Linked DNA regions of Pan troglodytes: region 1 is linked to region 2. A link is a contact called in public Hi-C data. All regions are on one chromosome and are shown on one strand. The core of a region is the stretch at or near the end of the contact, and the rest is flanking DNA. Distances in the headings are between cores, read along the strand shown.

What was found. A called contact is a pair of places that touch in the nucleus more often than the background predicts.
Region 1: a contact with region 2 is called in a Hi-C map of stem cell-derived neural progenitor cells, with 2.7 times the contacts expected there. The contact joins the promoter of LEKR1 here to the promoter of SSR3 in region 2. A contact is called at or near these places in 1 of 7 Hi-C or Micro-C datasets (stem cell-derived neural progenitor cells) and 1 of 1 datasets of contacts at active chromatin or transcription factors (stem cell-derived excitatory neurons).

What each region holds. Positions count from the first base shown.
Region 1 is chr2:160,030,896-160,033,844 of NHGRI_mPanTro3-v2.0_pri, reverse strand. It overlaps LEKR1 (leucine, glutamate and lysine rich 1), which reads right to left and starts at 1,680. Exons shown (of 15, transcript XR_010155848.1): 1 at 1,464-1,680.
Region 2 is chr2:159,763,542-159,766,342 of NHGRI_mPanTro3-v2.0_pri, reverse strand. It overlaps SSR3 (signal sequence receptor subunit 3), which reads left to right and starts at 1,348. Exons shown (of 6, transcript XM_063807297.1): 1 at 1,348-1,731; 2 at 2,446-2,695.

The DNA of each region.
Region 1 (2,949 bases), core at 431-2,930, 270 kb before region 2:
AAATGACAGTATAAACAAAGCACCAGTAGAACAGTTTTTGTGTAGTGCCTTCATTGTCTGTGAATCTATTCCAACTTTATGGCCTTAGCATAAGAAGGGGAGGAATTGGCAGGTTCTGATTATCGGGGGGAAACTAAAAATTAAAAGTCCTGCCAACCCAGAAAATGCTCCACAATGCAGAAAGAGAACAATTTTATTAGGCATTCAACTAGACTTTGATGCACATCACGGCTAATCTGCTAATGAGGTTACAAAGACAGAAGGAAATCCCTCTTTTATACAGCCAAGGAGACACAATCCATAACACATTCTCAAGGAAACTGGTAACGTGTCCTCATGTAAGAGGGCTTAACATAGTGTTCTATACATTCTTTTATATTTCCTCTTTAATTCATCTGGTAATTGGGGTAACCACCTGTGTTAGCTAACGGCTTTCCTCCTAAGTAATGCACAGCTCCATAACGAAACAGGTGTTTACAATTAGGAATAACGCACCTAGGTTAAACTCCCAAAGTGACAAGGAGATTGGGGCCCTATCTTCCTTGATGTTTACATTTTAAAGAAATGGCTTCCAGGTCCTCAAGAAAAGCATTCCTAGGTCTTTAAAAACATTTGCATACATATTAAATAGAGGAAGCATTCACAAATACTAAGTTTCTCAAGAAAAAAGAAGGGTCTCTTTTCCTTTTGGCAACAGGGAAAATCTGTAATTTTTAAAATTTAGTCTTACATAGTTTTGCGTGTGTTATCAAACAAGTCCCTTTAATTCTTTCTCATTGCACGTATGTGGACCGCACTTTGGCAAGAGGTGCAGTGATAAGTGGCTGCAGCTACGTGGGTGTTTGTGAACCTCCTCTCTAACAAGATCACCGAAAAGACATTTTTTAAAATGCAGACACGTCCTTGTTCGTTTCCAATTCCGTTTCTCACACTAGTGTCACGTCAGGCCATTAACTCACGTTCAGCTTTCAAGCCCTTACGTAAAGAACCATTCCCATGGCGTGAATCACCCACAACAAGCAGGTCAGGGGCAGGTGAAGGCGGGAGTTCACGTCCTAAGACTTCCCTGAAGCGGCAGGCTCTTCCACACAGAAACCAACCGCAAGGCCAGACAAAACTGCTGGAATGGCTTTCAAATCTGTCCCTTTCTAACCCCGTTCCCCCTGGACCTGCAGTGGCCGGAAGAGGAGGAGGAGGAGGGTGCGGGGGTGAGGAAGCAGAGCCGCGCGTTCCCCGGGGCCGGGAGGAAGGCGGACCGCGCCTGGGCCCCGCGGGCTGGCAGACACCAGGAAGGGGCCGCAGAGGAGCGTGGTGGCGGAGTCCAGACCCGGGGCCTCGTGCTCTCGCTGGGGCGCCGCGGCTCAGCTTTCTGGCTCTCTCCCCGGGTGCGAGCACGCCTCCACTCCGGAACTGCATTTGGAGGACCGGGTCATCCCAGGCTGAGGAAAGCCATCGTCCCTCACCTCGACTTCGACTAGGACGGGTGTGAAACGGCTTTCCCGGTCTCCCGGGCGACCGCGCCGCCAGTCGGCTGGACGTCAGGGCGCGGCGACGTCACGGCCCACGTCTGTCGTCAGCGCTCCCCTGCATCGCGCAGGGTCTCACGCGCCGGGCGGAAGTGGGAAAACTGGTGGTGGGGCTCAGAAGGCTGGGCTAGTCTTAGGCGGAGTGCTGTTAGAGGGAGGGAAGGGGATCGAGGGATGAGGCGGGCGAGAGTGGGTCGGGTGCTTGGTAGCGACTGCTGAGATGGAGGGAGCTGTCCCAGCCTCGTGGGGGGTTGGAGAGAGGCACTGCCGGGAGTCGGGAGTCGGGAGCCTATAGCCCTACCTATCACCCCTTGCTCTGGGGCCTATGTGGTAGACACAGCAGTGAGCAGTTACTGTTCTTGAGCAGAGGAAAAAGAGATGCCTGTAGAGGTCATCGGTGTAAAGGGAAGTTCTGGTTTCAGTCATTACAGCCAGGACAAATTAATTGGGAAGGCGTTGGTGACATTTCCATTCTAGTCCAAAGTAGTGAAGATTAAGGGCTTAGTTCAAAAAGTATTTTGAGACCTCCTAGTCTACACTTTATTTATCGCAGGCTACCCACCCTTACACGTGACTAACTTCCCTTTGTTCATACATTCATTCATAAAACAAGTATTTATTGACCTACTACGCGACAAGCAGAGCAGCATACCGAGATAGGGTGATACTCTGTGACTGGTCAAGGCAGGAGCAGCCATTGGTGTAATTAGCAGGTGACTCATTCGTAGTCCAGATCTTGCCTTTCTGAGGATTATATAAGGTCGAAGTACAGTTCTTCCAAGAACCAAAGAAAACATCGATGGCTCTGTAGCAGGCAAAGAGACTGGTTTGCTATTGAATAAAATAAGATTAAGTAAATACAAAGAAAATTAATTGAACCTATAGATTTAGAGAAGTGATTAAATGACGCAGAGCAGTATCGGTACACCAAACTGCTTATTGATAACTACTAATTAATGACACCAGGAAGTACTGAACACTAGTGCCTTGTTCCTTGGCACTAAAAAGTCTAGTAGATATGGCTGGGCGCGGTGGCTCGGGCCTGTAATTCCAGCACTTTGGGAGGCCAAGGCGGGCAGATCACAAGGTCGGGAGATCGAGATCATCCTGGCTAACACGGTGAAACCCCGTCTCTACTAAAAATACAAAAAAGTAGCCGGGCGTGGTGGCGGGCGCCTGTAGTCCCAGCTACTCGGGCTACTCGGGAGGCTGAGGCAGGAGAATGGCGTGAACCTGGGAGGCAGAGCTTACCCTGAGCCGAGATAATGCCACTGCACTCCAGCCTGGGCGACAGAGCAAGACTCTGTCTCAAAAAAAAAAAAAAAAAAAAGTCTAGTAGATGTATCTTGTACATTTAACCTGACTGATATTTTTGCCCAATGCCTACCCTTGATTTTCTGTTTCCACTCCCTCAAAGAAGAAA
Region 2 (2,801 bases), core at 99-2,598:
TATCTTCTTTTTATATCCTTAGTTTGTTTATAAATAGGCAGAAGAAAATCTAGTTATAGAGACAGATCCAAAAAGTTTTATTTATGAATTGGTCATAGATGGAGAAGGAAAAAAATAATTGGTGTTGAAACCCACCATTTTAACCAGAACAACAAATGAGTTTAAAAGAATGCAACTTAGTGAGATAGGAAGAACTGGGGGAGAAGTATGTGTAAGAGAAAATAATAATTTCTTTTTCTATCACTACCATGTAATAAAGAGCATTTTTAACATCAAAAAAGACATAAACCCAGATATTTTAAAATGAATACTTTTGATCTTCTGAAAAATTCACTAGATGGTCTTTTTTTCTTTTTCATTTTGTGGTGAATTAATGAAAACTTCTGGCATTAAGGAATACTTGTGGTAGATAATGGAAGGATTTATATTTCAGGAAAACTCACTCTGGTACCTGTATAGAGAATAGACTGGAAAAGATTGAAGACAAAAGCCCAATTAGGACTAGTAACAGGAAGCTGTGGAGGTAGATTACAATTTGGATACTGTGAGGAAGAAAGATATCTACCAAACGGTTAATAAGGAGGCTGGAGGTTGAGGAAACTGTGCCTAATGCACTAGAGTGTTCTCAGTAATCAAAAGCAGCATTTGCTGGGAGTGATGTCGTTGAATTTTTTTTTGAAGAAAAAATGATAATGTGTTGAGTTAAAAATGGAATCTAGCTGTTTTAATAGACATACTTAATCTTTCTGAGCTTCAGAGAGGGAGTCCTGCCTAGACAACCTGTTCTTAGTATTATGTTTTATTTAGCATGGCTTTGGAAGCCACAAAACTCTATAGGTCTAGTTGAAATAAAATAAAATAGTAGTAACTTGTATCAGACATATATTAAATATTGCCTTCATCAATGAGATCATGAGTTTCTTAAAAGCAAGAGTCCCATTTTCTTCTTCCTACAGAGGTGGCCTATTGTTTAGTGAGAAGAGCCCATGCCTTGGAGACCCACACCGCAGGTCTACGACCCTGAGGCTCTTCAGCTGCAATGGCGGTAATGGTGCGCACGTCATAAGATTCTTCAAGGTATTTAATGAAATAAAGGATGTGTAAAGGAGAAGGGATTTTACATGAGTTAGCTATACCTTTCTCTTCTTTCTTCTTCAACGTACTCAGTCCTGGGTACGCACAGAGGGCACTAATGGCGTGGGGCCAGAAGAGCTTTTAATTTTGGAATTCTGAAGAACTGAGAACTCGTGAGTCCGTCAGCAGCTCTGAAGTGGAATATCAATAAAGTTTTGTTAATTTTTTTTTTAAAGCACCGACTAAACTACAAATCCCTTCTCTCTCCTCCAGGTGGGTGGGTCACGTGTCTTGTCAGGAATCCGGAAGTCTGGCCCGCTCGCCCAATCACGCCCGGAAGCCTATCTAGTGGCGCCAAGCTGGCCAATCCTGGGGACGCTTGCTCTTCGCCAAACCGGGTCCCGCCTCCGCGCGCCGCGCTGACGGGTCGTTAGCGGATACGGCGGCCGCAGGGGCGGAGTCAAGGGCCTTTGCCCGCCTTGGCGGCCGGCTCTACGTTCCCTGTTCTCGCCTCCAGCTCCGCCATGGCTCCTAAAGGCAGCTCCAAACAGCAGTCTGAGGAGGACCTGCTCCTGCAGGATTTCAGCCGCAATCTCTCGGCCAAGTCCTCCGCGCTCTTCTTCGGGAACGCTTTCATCGTGTCTGCCATCCCCATCTGTGAGTGCTGGGAGCGAGGCGGGTTAGGCAGGCCGCCGGCTAGTCGGGCTGGGCGGGGACGTGGCAGGACCCGGCGAGCAGGCAAGGCGTGGGTGCCGGCCGGGGGTCGGCAATCTCTCCAGCTCCCCTGAGCTCGGGGAGGCACGGAGCCTCTTCTTTGGGCACAGTGTTGTCGCTTGGGATTGTCCTGTGCAGCACTCGGGGAGGTCACTTGTTAAAAGTACGCACGTTCCCGAGCTCCACCCCAGGAGAAGGTGGTTAACTAGTTCTGGGGTGGCGGCCCCGAATCTCTATTTAAACAGACAAACTCAAGCATACTGCCTCTGCCCTTTTCTATACAACTGTTGCTTGCCGTTACGAAATTTTAAACTTATTACTTATTTTGCATAAATTAATTAGGTGAGAAACCTATGAAGTGACCCACTGAATTATAAGTGCATCTTTACGTGAGCTACTTCACACCATTGCATAATTTTCCTGGTTTTTGCAAAAAGAGAGAGGTTGAAGTGCCAGGGGTTAGGGATCTACCTTATTTAGACTTTTTAATAATCCTACTGGACTAATTCTAGAATTCTCACTTGGTTGGGAAACTGCAGACTTGGACAAGGTCGTTTTTAGTAGAGCTCAAGTTTCCAGAACTCCTGTCTTTTGCTGCACTGTTGTTGGGCATTTAAAACTAAATGTATTTTTCTCTTTTGTCCTTATACAACCCAGCGTGCCATTAACGTGATGCGAAGCCATATGATGGCTCACTAATTGGACATAGCACTGCTTGGAGTTCTGATAACAGCCACGTCAGCAAGGAAACTATGGTTTGGGACTGCACGTGGCGTTTTGGAATGGCCTGTGTTTCGCATGCTAGTACCCTGATGAATGAAATTTGAAGTCTGACTTGTGATTACGTTGAGCCAGAGTTTGTTCTCATTTTAGAAGTTGAAATCTCATCTGGACTAGTAATAGGAAGGTGATGTTTTTCAAATGTTCTGAACTGGAAAGCTTGAGACTATACTGTTACTGGTTATCTCACTTCTGAAGATCCTCAGATACTATTGGATTGCATAACTAATAAC